Linked DNA regions of Mus musculus: regions 2, 3 and 4 are each linked to region 1. The links are chromatin contacts, called in public promoter capture Hi-C maps. All regions are on one chromosome and are shown on one strand. Each heading gives the region's core, a stretch centred on a gene start, on an enhancer-like site or on the middle of the called end of the contact. The rest is flanking DNA. Distances are from core to core; before and after follow the strand shown. Region 1 holds the start of Capn2 (calpain 2). Region 2 holds the start of Lefty1 (left right determination factor 1). Region 3 holds the start of Ephx1 (epoxide hydrolase 1, microsomal). Region 4 has its middle 35 kb from the start of Wdr26.

What was found. Promoter capture Hi-C pulls out the DNA fragments that hold promoters and counts their contacts.
Region 2: a promoter capture Hi-C map of pre-B cells shows a contact between it and region 1, with 4 times the contacts expected there. The contact joins the promoter of Lefty1 here to the promoter of Capn2 in region 1. A contact is called at or near these places in 4 of 39 promoter capture datasets (embryonic stem cells, hippocampal neurons, liver and 1 more) and 1 of 115 datasets of contacts at active chromatin or transcription factors (pancreatic cancer cells).
Region 3: a promoter capture Hi-C map of hippocampal neurons shows a contact between it and region 1, with 3 times the contacts expected there. The contact joins the promoter of Ephx1 here to the promoter of Capn2 in region 1. A contact is called at or near these places in 3 of 39 promoter capture datasets (the 3T3-L1 cell line, hippocampal neurons and pre-B cells), 1 of 484 Hi-C or Micro-C datasets (the N1E-115 cell line) and 1 of 115 datasets of contacts at active chromatin or transcription factors (pancreatic cancer cells).
Region 4: a promoter capture Hi-C map of the 3T3-L1 cell line shows a contact between it and region 1, with 3 times the contacts expected there. The contact joins the enhancer-like site here to the promoter of Capn2 in region 1. A contact is called at or near these places in 3 of 39 promoter capture datasets (the 3T3-L1 cell line, hippocampal neurons and liver) and 2 of 115 datasets of contacts at active chromatin or transcription factors (large pre-B cells and pancreatic cancer cells).

The regions. Positions count from the first base shown.
Region 1 is chr1:182,516,141-182,519,358 of GRCm38.p6, reverse strand. It overlaps Capn2 (calpain 2), which reads left to right and starts at 1,749. Exons shown (of 21, transcript NM_009794.4): 1 at 1,749-2,241. The coding sequence starts at 2,005.
Region 2 is chr1:180,933,523-180,936,740 of GRCm38.p6, reverse strand. Lefty1 (left right determination factor 1) reads right to left here and starts at 1,719. Exons shown (of 4, transcript NM_010094.4): 1 at 1,382-1,719; 2 at 1-194. The coding sequence starts at 1,631. Gm39715 (a long non-coding RNA gene) reads left to right here. Exons shown (of 3, transcript XR_865785.2): 1 at 1-153.
Region 3 is chr1:181,015,815-181,019,032 of GRCm38.p6, reverse strand. It overlaps Ephx1 (epoxide hydrolase 1, microsomal), which reads left to right and starts at 1,464. Exons shown (of 9, transcript NM_010145.3): 1 at 1,464-1,606.
Region 4 is chr1:181,245,565-181,248,782 of GRCm38.p6, reverse strand. No RefSeq gene overlaps it. Among named protein-coding and RNA genes, the nearest start is that of Wdr26, 35 kb to the right of the region's middle. Within about 2 kb of position 1,777, at least 184 of the 459 cell types and tissues checked have an H3K27ac peak or open chromatin away from gene starts, as enhancers often do. A contact at or near this core is called in liver and pancreatic cancer cells, where this site is marked.

The DNA of each region.
Region 1 (3,218 bases), core at 500-2,999:
CAAGAATACAGAAACGAGGCTAAATAGGAATGAATCTTTCTTAAAGCTAAAATTATGGCTTCATATTGATACAAATGAACACATTTTAAAAGATTTTATTTGACAAATACAGATGGAGTAACCAGACACCTCATGTTTTGTTTGTTTGTACTTTTGTTTTTTTAGACAGGGTCTTGTTGTATAGCCCTAGCTAGCCTGGAACACTCCGTGCAGACCAGGCTGGCCTGGAATTCATGGAGATCTGCCCCCATCCCTGCCTCCCCTTAGCATGTATGTATCCAGCTTACTGCTGGGTAGAACCTTCTGGGCGCGGCCCGTCAGGCACTTCATGTTAAGTGTTGGGATTTAAAGACATGGGCTACCATGCTCGACAGCCAGCATTTGTTTGCAGCATGGTGGTTTCTAAGCTTCATGGCTCTTTTCCGGAAGCTGTTCATTTTTTCCCACCATCTGATTTCCTTTGGCCCCACCCTGATTTTTTCTGGGCTCAGGATTCAAAAGGGAAGTGGGGGAAGATCCCAGACACCTGCCATGCCCAGGAGAGAATAGTGAGGTAGCAGTATCAACAGACAAGCCCTGGCTTTGCCACAGGGAGACAGACACTTTGATTCTTCCAGGAACAGTCATTTGCATATCACTGATATTTCAAGTTGCTACAATTTCCTGCAACTGACAGAGTTACAAACTATCTCAGAAACCATCAATGCTGAACCAAGATGAGGTTCAAACCAGGGTTTCTCAGCCTGGCACAGAGATCTTTCAGACTGCACTTTTCTTCCTGTTCTCTCTGTAGAGGGATGCCCTCCGCCCGACCATCCTTTAGTAGCACCTGGCTTCCACCCAGTAGAGGCCAGGAGCCTCCTTTGTCCCAGTTGTGACAATATGAGGAAAGTCTGCAGTTAGGGTCAAAAACCTTTAGGGTCACATTGGTGCGTGCGGGTTGCTTCCAGTTGAGAACCCGTGCTTTAAACCATTCATAGCACAAGCCCGCCCAGTTCTGTGTGTGTGAGTGGCAGCGAAAACTTTCATTGGACAGAGCGGTGGTACAGGCCACCAACAGGGGCTCTGTTCTAAATGGTGTCCCAGCAGCAACTCAATAAATCATCCCAGGTAAATCTGAGTTTTAGATAAGCATCACATTATTATTCTAACACAGGTTTGCCTCGGGTGATATTTGAGGGCTACGTATGCTAAAACCACACAATCCCCCAGCCCCTTTTCTTGAAATTTAGATTTAACAAGCATGGATTGTTTTGTTTTGTTTTTTTGTTTTTTTGTTTTTTGTTTTTGTCAAATTGTACAGCCCTACTTATGCACAAATAAGTAACTGCAGAGGCCCTGGGACCCTAAAATTCCTGTCTTGCTTTAATTTGTAGGGGTTACATCTTTGAACTTCTTTGGAGCTCAGTTTCTCATCTGTAAGATGGACACACCAGTAGCCATTTCTCACAAATTTGGGGGTGGTAGGTAACATGTGTGCCCAGAGCCTGCAGAGCTCTCTTTCGATCCTGAGCCCAATGAGTGGCAACTGGCTTAGTCGCCGCGCTCCCTCCCTCATCCGCTCCTGACTCATCCGATGTTTTCTGGACAGTCATTGCTGAGTTTCGCCCAGCCTTACTCCCCAATGGCTGGGGTTTGACAACTTCGCTCCCCAACTTGCGATTGTCGTCCCCCCAACACCCCCCGCTCGCCCTCCCCACCGGGCCGCGCCATCCCGAGAGCCGTCCGAAGGTGGCAGCATCGGCCCCGTAGTCCTCACGGTCGGGCTGGCACTGTGCAGGTCGCCGGCGAGCCGCGTCCGGAGCCCGGCGCCGAGCAGGCCTGGGGAGGCGGAGGCCACACCCCGCGCACGGCCCAGGCGCTTCCCGCCGGTGAATCATCCCCGCAGCAGCGGCTCCCGCAGTCCGCTGCAGCGCCCCGGGCCCGGCCGCGCCCCAGCCGAGTGCCGTGCCCCGCCTCTCCGCGACCCCTTTCTCCGTGCAGTGCGCCAACCGGATCGCTACCATGGCGGGCATCGCGATAAAGCTGGCCAAGGACCGCGAAGCGGCCGAGGGGCTGGGGTCGCATGAGAGAGCCATCAAGTACCTCAACCAGGACTACGAGACGCTGCGGAACGAGTGCCTGGAGGCCGGGGCGCTCTTCCAGGATCCTTCCTTCCCCGCCCTGCCGTCATCCTTGGGCTATAAGGAGTTGGGGCCCTACTCCAGCAAAACTCGGGGCATCGAATGGAAGCGGCCCACGGTAGGAAGCGCGAGGGGAACAGGCAGGGCCGGCAGGGCCTGGAAGGGCACTCGGGGTTCCGGGAGGCTGCAAGTCCCTGGCTCCCCGGCTCGGTAGTCCCTGCTTAGTAGTGCTCCGCGATTGCTGCTAAGGGGACTCCCTATGCAGACTGAGGCCCAGCCAGTGGACCTGCCCCAAGCTGCGCGCAGAGCGCTTCGCAGGACAGGACCCCAAATCCCATTAGTGGACACGCCCTGGAGGCTGCCTTCGGCTTCACAAAGCCGCAGGGACACAGGGCCGCTGGGGTGAAACTTTTACTGGACTCTAGTGGTGATCTGAGTGAGGGTGGAGACACTGCTCGGCAGTAGGGGTGGGGGTGGGGATATCAGAGTAGGATAGAAGACTCGGGACTGCTGGGTGGGTGGGGGCAAGGGGTGGGCACAGCCTGGCTCTGGCTGACAAAGGTGGTCACAAGTACATGTGGCACTTGTAAATGCAAGTACATGTATTTATCCAGCGTGGGTTTTGTCTGGCTCTCAAAGTGCAGTTAGAGGACTCTTTAACTTAAAGAACTGAAGGGTAGCTTAAAGAATCGATGGGCTCCAATGATTCTGTTACTCATTATTTTGCTGACCTAGAGTCCTCACCCGGAAACCTCTGCTCAACTCCTAGATACTCCTGTCCTAACCCTCAGAGTCTCTGCCCTTAAGCCCTTCCCGTTCCCTTGTGGTTTCAATCGCCAGTGGATGCCCATGGGACCCTCACTTGACTTTTCCCAGGAACTGAGAGGAAGTCTAAACTTCTAGATTCCTGTTAGGACAATGGACATTCATACCCTGCTTCTATCCTCTTGGTTCCCCCAGGCTGCTTTTGTTACTGAGTCTAGTCTGAAAGTACCAGAGACTAGCGGGGGTATAGCTCAGTTGGTAGTCTTTACTTAGCATGCATGAAGCCCTGGGTTCTATCCCAAGCACCATATAAAATCAGGTGCATGCTAA
Region 2 (3,218 bases), core at 470-2,969, 1.6 Mb after region 1:
TTCAATGGTGACCCGAGCCCGGGCACTGTGTGGGGACAGCCTCTTTTGCCTCCGGAGAGCTGTTCTGGGCACAGGCTCCTGGAACAGCCGCAGCACAGCCTGCACCAGCTCGCTGTTAGGCGGCAGCCGCTGCTCCATTCCGAACACTAGCAGGTGAGTGGAGGTCTCTGACACCAGGAACCTGCCTGCCACCTCTGTGGACAAGGACAGAGTCAGCCGGGCCTCTACAAGTACCAGATAACTTCCAGGGTGGCAAGACCCAAGACCAATGGCCAAGATTCCTTAAAAATCCTCAGGGAGAGTTGTAAGCAGGAAGCCCATGAACAACATGAAAAAGAAGTCTTTCTTTCTACTCAGGAATTATAAAGTTTGCAATGAGGCCCTGAATGCTAACTCTTGCACACTTAGTGGTGACTTTGGAACCCTGTGCAAGAAAGGAGCTGGAGGGGTTCCAGAGCGTGGCAATGCTGGCTTCTTTCTGGAAGGTTTTAGGAGAGGATTGGGGGAGGAATACAGAATCAGGCTGCAGAGACTAGAGAAAAGAAGCCCAGCCCGAGGTGCCTTTCTTAAGAGACAGATGCATTTGTGAGGGGTTCCGTTCAGTGGAACAGGAGTCTGTGAATATCCTTGTCAGGACTGCTGAACCCTGGGGCAAGTGTTCAGGGAGTTGTCACCTTCCTAAATGGCTCCAGCCAGTGTGCTCACTCTCTGGGATAGCAGAGTGGTTGGTTACCTGAGAGGCCAGCCACACCTATCCTCAGCAGACATCTCCCTTGCCTGCCTGTTCAGAACCAGCATCCTTCTATCTCCAGGCCTAGGTACCACAGGACAGTAAGTTTATGGATGTGGCTGTGCCCATGAGGGCTGCTTCCAGCTGGAAAATGCTACACCACCACACAGGCCTTTGCTACTTGACAGCTGGATACCTGTTCTCTCTCTCAATCTCTCTCTCTCTCTCTCTCTCTCTCTCTCTCTCCCAAATTCTGTCACCCAGGGCTGCCTCTACCCAGCCACTGTTCTCTGTCCATGGCAAGACATAGTCAGCCACTCGTCCAGGCAGTGACCCCAGGAAGTTCTACCTGGCCCTGACTGCTCCAGGGGTTCTGTTTTCTTCCACTCTCCTCCCTCTTCTCTGCTCCTTAATTTACCAGCAAGCACAGCCCCGCTTTTCCCATCCTGAGACTCCTTCAGTGCACAGCCAGATCCCCAGTGCCCACCCTCCCAGATCTTCTCCCCTCTAACATCCGCCTCACCCTGTGCCCCCCACCCCCATGACTGACTCTGAGCACCACAAGGCAAGGGTCCATACACACCACAGGTGGAAGGAAGGCATGATCAGCCGGCCTTTCCTAGAGACCAAGGACAACAGGGGAGGGCTCACCTCGAAGGTTCTGGCTGAACCTCTTGCCTCGGGAGCGGCTGGCATGGCTGTGTTGTAGCAGGGCCACATACTGAGTCCTCACGTGCGAGGGGATGACCATCCCTTCCACATCAGCCTTGTCCAGGACTGGCGGTTGATCGAGCTGCAGCTGTTGCAGCAGGCTGCCCAGGATCTGCTCTCCGGTCAGGGCTTCCCTGAGGCTAACCAGCGACAGTGCCCAGAGTGCCCAGCAGAGCCACAGGAATGGCATGGTGCTGTCCGGGAAGAGGAGCCTTGGATGTGTGTGTCCCTGAGGTGTCCTGAAAGGGTCTTGAGTCTGCGGAGGAATGGTACGGTACGGAACAGCTTTATAGCTGGTCCTGGGGTGGGGGGCAGGGAGGAAGAAGAGAGGTCACACCCCTGGGACCTCCTGGGAGCTCAGCATGAAACAAGCCCCTGAGTCCTGAGGAGGGGCTGTCTAGAAAGGACACAAAAGCCTGTCTGGACTGAGAACATCTGGTCACCGCTGTCTGTTAGCCATATACTTCACCATTGACTTAAGGGTGTCTGACCAATTAGGACATTCAGGACAGGGGTGGTAATAGCTCAGTGGTAGAGCAGCACCGGCCCTGCACACGTGAAGCCCTAAATTCAATCCCAGCATGGGATGGAAGGTGGGTCCTGGAGACGACGCGGAGGTCTCACGTTCTCTGCTGGATGCCTGCTCCCAGTGTCTGGAATGTGCACCTGTAGTCTTGTCCATCACTGCTTCTAAACCCTGGAGAGAACCAGATGTCAATCAACACCTGGGCTCTCCAACTGACTTGCTTCCCAGGTGTGCAAAAGACTTTTCTAGGGCTGATAAGAGTGAGGCTTCTCCACTTTGGGGGCTGGGGGACCTTCCTTGGTTGCAAAGCCTGGGACTCGCCAATGAGCAACCTATCCTTTCCCTTTCTTGCTGTAGGAGAATTGAAAATCTACCCCATCCCAATCTCTGAGCCAGAGTACATCGGCTCAGACGAGGGGCAACATAGTTAAGATCGGTGCCCACGAAGGGCTTTCCACAGCTCCAATTATTTTCTGCTAAGTCCTGCCCAGGGGTGTGTGTCTGGGGTGGGGACAGGGTGTGTGGCTGGGTTGGGGACAGGGGCATGTGGCTGGGGTGGGGACAAGGGTGTGTGGCTATACACCAGTAATATGCTAAGCCTTCTCCAAGACACAGCTGGGATACCCGAGTGTGAATTTGTGGCTTTGTGCGCTGGAGAAATAAAATTGAGCAAGCTGCCAGGGGTAGGGCTGCCAAATAAAACCCGTACTGAATCTGGGACTTGGTTACACAATATATCAGTCACTGTTTACCTGGGATTTGCATTACACCAGTATCTAGAGGTTTTATTTGCAGATTCAGACAATCTTAGTCGGGGGATAGATGAAGAAACCATAGTGGATTGTAAGACTCGTCCCTGGTGTGTTCCCTGGCTCTCCAGCAGGGCCACCCTTTGTTATGCAGAAGAGCAGCTGCCTTCCCCATGGCTCCTGCCCAGGTCTGACCCAGGTCAGGCTTGAGATTGGAAAGCAGGCCCCAAACCAGGAGAGGGGGGCCCTGGAATGAAGTCTGCAGCTTCTGACACGATGCGCTGCCTTTCTTGGCTCGAGACCAGTGTAAAGGACCCAGGGGTGGTCAGTGGCCCAATCACGAGGGAAATGAGGGCTAAGTAAGAAAAGAAGCCTGGTGTTTCCTACCACTCTCTGTCTCCAAACAGAGGTTGGGCTGCTGGGGCAAACACTGCAATGGGAACAGAAGTCATCTTGGGACTTGCAGAGTTAAGTGTATGGCTAACATTAGGCATAGGATCAG
Region 3 (3,218 bases), core at 215-2,714, 1.5 Mb after region 1:
TCTTTTCTTTTCTTTTCTTCTTTCTTTCTTTTTTTTTTATTTTTAGTTATTTTCTTATTTTTTGAGACAATGTAATTTTTTTTATTTATTGTTATATGTAAGTACTGTAGCTGTCTTCAGACACACCAGAAGAGGGCATCAGATCCCATTACAGATGGTTGTGAGCCACCATGTGGTTGCTGGGATTTGAACTCAGGACCTTCCGAAGAGCAGTCGGTGCTCTTAACCTCTGAGCCATCTCACCAGCCCCTTTCTTTCTTTTTCAAGACAGGGTTTCTCTGTGTGACCCTGGCTGTCCTGGAACTTTCTCTGTAGACCAGGCTGGCATCATAGTCAAAGATCTGCCTGCCTCTGGCTCCTACTCAAGGAATGCTGGGAATAAAGGTGTAGCCACCATTGCCCAGCACATTAGAATGTTTCCATCTACACTTTGTTAAGAACAATACGTTTACTGCTTTGCTGAATGGCTGGAGGCAGCGCTCCTGTGGGAACAGTTTAGAGGGCGCTATGAAACAAGCCTGGACTATACACTGCAGAGGAGGACGGCAGGTGTGCAAACGGTGTGCTGGGGAGGGGAAGGAGCTGCAGTACCTGGAAATCCCAGGTTCCCAGAGAGGATTGAGGACACACTATCCAGGAGTTCCACGGAGGCAGGAATGAGTTGAATGTGTTCACTGGAGAGAAACCGGCTCTCCGTTAGAACGGAGAGGGTTTGGGCCATGATGAGCAGCGAAGGAGGCTGGAGATCAGAGGTGAGAGGTGAAAATAGGATCCCTACGCTTCACATGTGTGTAGGATGATAAACCTGGACCCCGCGGCAGGCACTGCTAGGCCCTCACAGTGGTGTGCCTGGTCATCTTGTCTGTGTGGCTGCTGAAGCCTGAGAAGGTTCTAGGCGAGTCTTAGGAGGGCCGCGGGGGTAAAGACAGGGCACTGGGCAGGCTGGCTAATGGAGAGCAGGTTAGCCCCAAGGGTGCCAGGAACTGTGGTTGTCCTACTCCTGCTTGCTGGCTAGGCAGCGCTCTCTCCCTCCTCCCTGTGCTGGCCTCTGCTTGGTGTCCATGCCTCCTGGGCTTCAGATCAGCCAGCCTCACAGGGTGCACTTAACGACAAACTTCAGGTTTGTGTGTTCATTCCACACTTCACTATTTTATTTGTGGTTCTGGGAATGAACTCCAGCGCCTTGCCCACGCGAGACACTCTACCCTCAAGCTTTATCCCCAGATGTTTGCTCACTGACTGGTTCGCTTATAAAATGGTTACAACGAACTGCTAGGAAGGTGAGAGGAAGGCTGTAGCACCAGGCCAGCTTGGGCTCTTGTGTGTAGAGTCCACAGACTGCAGAGTTTAAACTGCCAATACCCTGTTCAGAACAGCAGACTTTGCCAGAATAGGTGAAACACCTTAGCTAGATGCTCAGCTAGCCTTGGCCAACCAGCCAACTCGGGGGTGGGGCCAAGGCCTGGGCGGGGCTAGTGGGGGCGGGGCTAACAGGCAGCTGGTGTCACCAGCTCAGCAGCAGGCAAAGAGGCTCAAGAGGAGTTTGAGAGTGGAGGAACTGCACACCAGCCGCCGCGGGAGTAGGAACCCGAGAGCGACCCTGACAGTAAGCTCCGGGGACAGCAGCGGCACTCCAGCGTGAGAGTTGCGAGGGCTTCGCGTATCTCCCGCAGCTAAATGCGCTTCCCCTTATCCTAAGACCGATCCAGGCGTGCAATAGGCCATGCTTCTTAGTCCTGCATCTGATGCTCCATCCTCTTCCAGGGGCGTCAACCCCTTGCTTGCGCTTCGGAAGCAAGGGGTGGGTGCTGCGCCTGACAGCGATGCTGGCTCCTCAGCCCCCTGGTTTCCCCGCCCGCCCGCCCCCCCATGCATGTTTGTCCCTTGGGTTCCAGGCTTGCTACTTGCCCAGGCACCTGAGCCAATCCAGGTAGCTGAGGGCGCCGTCCAAGTGACTCTTAATTTTAACTTCTCCAGTCTGCACCTCCCGTCATTTAAACTTCCGGCGGCCAGAAGTCTGGATAGCCTTTCTGGCATCTGGTTGGCGGGATCAGGAGGGAGGTGGAGGGATCCGGTATGTATGCATGCGCGTTGACAGTAGGGCTGTGCCTTTGCTGGCATTCTGTGCTGCTGGCAGGATTGTAGAGATGGACATCTGCGACATTTGCTTCTCTGCCTCCGATTTCGGCCTGATCTTTTTTTTAAAGTCGCAGAGCCCCAGAGGCTCACATTGTTTTTACTGTGACAGTGACTTCCTCCCTCAAGTGGAGGCTTTCACTGGCTGTGCGTGGTCTGACTTCACACAAGACTTGAAGCTGAGGGGGCTGGGGGGAAGGGTGGAACAAAAACGTGGGCGTGTTCAGCAAAGACTTTCCATTCCCTAATACCCACACCAGGCGGGCCACGTGAGGGCTTCCTGTGTCCCTAAAGAAGTATGTTCAGTGCAACCGTGCTCAACGACACGGACTGACTGTTCAGACACTGCCCCCCACCCACCCACCCTGGGGATAGCAGGGAATGTGTTCTCATGGGCTCTGGGAGCTTTTGAATGCAGACAACAAACAAAATTCAAGGTCCTGGGTCAGATCCCCAACACCACATAATAAATAAACATATCTTTGTAAAATATAAATTATATTTGTGAGCTGTAGGAAATAGGAGGTCATAAAGAGGGAGCAGGACTGTTGACTAGAGAGGAAGAGGCCACACTTTCACACTCCAGAGGGTCAGGAGGGTCAGGAGTGCGCCTCACTACTCAGTATCCAGCTGCACAAGGCTGAGGAGAACATGCAAAGGCCCTGAGGCAGAGGTGCGCCTGCTGTGGGTGGCTTTTATGTCCTCAGTTGCCCTCTGGAAGAGAGACCAGAGTCAGTGAGGAGGCTCCAAGCTTTCAGCTGCCCCTCCGACCAAGAAAACAAGATTTCCCTAGACCCTCGGGTGCTCCTGGAGTCAGCTGGGTGACCTTCAGCACCATCCCTAATCCCCATGTTATCTGGTGTGACTGCACCAGCCTTTGGCTGTGCCTTACACACCTGCTGCCCAGATGAACTGAGAGGGAAATGCATGGGGAACAGAGGGAGGGATTTTTAGTGAAAGGGTGAGAGCCTCCACCAGACCCCTGGGGTCCAGTTTCTGCCCAGAGCCCAACTAGAGCACAGTGGTACCCACAAAAAGCCCTGTAAGGATGAGTAGTGTCTCTCCTCCATGCCCAGCAGCTC
Region 4 (3,218 bases), core at 528-3,027, 1.3 Mb after region 1:
AAGGTTTATCTTATCCCGTTGGCCCTGTAGACAGCTGAATGTCATAGCTAGGAGCACATGTTTGAGCAAAGCTGCTTGTTGTAGTGCCCAAGCAGAAAAGGGACAGAGGGTGTCTGAGGAACCAATACCCCACTTTGAAGAGTATGTCCCCCTAGTGACATAAACTACTTCCTATGAGGCTCTGCCTCCTAAAAGTTTCACTACCACCCAATAAGGTCACCAACTAAGAACCAACCATTCAATACATGGGCCTTTGGGGGACATTTAAGATCTGAAGCAAAACCAATGTCTAGGAAGCGGATGGCTTTCTTCTGTAGCTTCTGCCTATCTCTACTTTCCCAGTGTTGGGGACCCGTGTAAGCCCCACAAGAGTTTCTTCTCTGCACCCAGAATTCAAATACATACTCAGACACACTCATACTCACACGCGCATATACACACACACACGTTCTTGTCTTGGAAACCTGTTAGACATACTAGGTGGAGATAATGGCGCCAGTGTCTCTTCCTTTTCCAAGCTTGTATGAAACTCTCCAAGTTTGCCTCAGGTAAGGACTTGAGACTATGTCACACAATCCCTAGAGGCCAAATCCTGAACCCCAATTCCCTCTCAGTCCAAGCAGCATCCTTCCTGTGGCAGAGAAAGGGGTACCAGGATTAACCTTGAACTTTTATCTACTTAGATTTTTTTACTACAAGATCAATGGGCTATGGCTCTATGCTTAATTTTAACCTGACTTGCTTCTTTTCTGGACAGAGAAAAAAAATCCAATTGCTCGTGGAACATTATTGCCCTGTAGGTGTCAATCCAGGCGCTGCAGTCACAGCCATACAGCGAGAGCACAGAACAGAGTCGCACACCTATGTGGTCACACGTAGGAAAGGGCTCAGCATAAACATAGATGGTGGAAAGGAATTCTCCGCTGACCCTGCTGCCATGCTTGGGCCTGGGCAAGATGGTAGCTGCTTCTCTTTGGCCCGGTAGTCTTTGGGACTGTGCCTTAGCATCGTACCCTCTCCTGTCTCTCAGATGATGAGCATTTTCCCAAATGGGTTCATCGCATCCATGTCCTAGGGCACGTGTGGCCCTTTTGCCTGTATCAGTGAGTGTCTCATGCAGACTCGAGGCTGCTTGGGGGAAGGTCTTCTGGCCAGAGGCAGGTGGACATGGAGGAGGTTCTTCTGAAACTCATGGCTTCTGGTTTGGTTTCCTGCCCTCAAGGTCAACCCATTGTATTCTGTTGCTGGTCCCTGCTGCCTGTCTGGGAGGCTCCAACTAGCCTGGAGACCAGGGCAGCTCAGCAGCACCATGATGGTACCAATGGCAAGGGTGTCATGACACTAATGAGTCACTGCTGGGCCTAGTTCTCTGTGACTCAGACAGGAAGCCGGTAGCCAGTGAAACCAGAAGCTTCTGTGGACCTCTCTGGGTTGGAAACCCCTGGGTGTGTTTTAAGCTTCTATTTCTAGAAGCCAAAGGGGAAATCGGCATCAGAGAGACTGATTTACCCATATTCGGCTGTGTGGAGAGACAGGACTAGGAGAGAATGGTTGTGAGCCAGGGCTCTTGTTTCTTTTTTTTTTTTGGTCTTTTTCTTTGGCTCTTGTTTCTTAATCATACTACTAAAAAAATATCCTCTAAGAGTTTTCAGCTGGAGGAAAGCAACTGGAATCATGCAAATGAGACAGTTTGGAGTGCCATGGGAGGGGGTCCTAGGACAAGGGAGTGGGTGGAGCTGAGGGGCTGCTACAGCACAGGGCACAGAGAGAGCGGTGATGCACACAGCCCTGCCACTGTCGGCCCAAGGGGAGGCTGGAGCAGTTGGCACCGCTACAGCAGAGAAGGCAGGCCCTGAGTCAAAAGTTCAAACAAAGCAATTTGTAGTCCTTTATCTGATCACTTAAAGGAGAAGTCGCTATGCACACGTTTAAAAAGCTGTAAGAACTTGCTTTAAAATGTAAAATGATGAGCCTTCTGTTTCTTGAAATGTCTGAACAACTGGATCACATCTTGAGTGCTACTGAAGTTTTTAGGGCAAAAGCCTGAGCTCTGACGGTCCAGAAGAAATGACTTCTCCTGTCCCCAGAACACCAATGAAAAAGAGAAACAGTGAGAAAGAGCTGGGTTTGCTTAGTGGGGCCATGCTGGGGAGAGGACTAGATAAGGGGCCCAGTGACTGGTGGGGGGGGGGGGAACGGGGGAGGGACAGAGGAAGAATTACCACAGAGGCAAGTGGTCTGTACAAAGGAGCAGTCAGGGTGTGGGCTGGTTGGTCAAGTCCTGGTCAGGGTATGGGCTGGTTGGTTAGTGTCTCAGTCCTGTCCTACAAGGTGGCCTGAAGAAGTCCTCCCTTAAGGGGATCTTTCCAGGTTTTGCTATTCCTGGTGTCCAAGGTGACTGCAGGTTTCACACAGTGATTTTTCTCTGTGCCTTTCAGCCTTGAGGGCCACAGGATAGGTTGGACACTTCTGGAGGCCAGCAGGACAAGCAGATGCCAGCGCGAAGGAGAGATTCCAGGTTCCCTTCCCGCTTGCAGTAGCTTTGTGAGCTGAAGTGAGCAACCCATGCCTTTTTAGCAAAAACAGATTCTAAGCGCCGTTCTCTGAGGAGCAGCGGTGTGGGTTCTTGGCCTCTCTGCTGTGTACTACAAGCTCTCAGGGGAGAAGAGAGAAAGGTCGCTAAAGGAGCTGCCTGCGGCCCCCTCCCAGCCAGCCACATCTGGGGTGGTTTGATAAAATACCTGGGCTTATTACTTAACCAAAACAAGCTTGGGGCCAGGAATGGTGATGCACGCTTTTATCCAAAGCATTCAAAGAGGCAGAGGCAGGTGGATGTCTGTGAGCTGGAAGCCAGCCTGGTTTACACAGCAAGTTCCAGGCCAGTTAGGGCTATGTACTGAGACCTTGTCTCAAACAAAATAAAACAAAACAACCACAAGGAACAGAAACAAACAAACAAAAAAACCCAGTTATTTGCTTCAAGTACCCCTCCCATCTGTCATTCCCGGGCCATCAGAGCTAACTTCCTAACACAAATTCAGGCAGGCTACTTTTTTTTTTTTTTTTAAGTATTTAAGCAGGGCTTCCTGTTGCTGCATGAAGTTCAATATTTTGGCTCAGAGCAAAGAAAATCTTGGTTGATTTAACCCTCTAGTCGCCAGCTTCACCACTGATTGCTATGCTTCACATCTCTTGCTGCTATGCTGACTCTGGGTTGT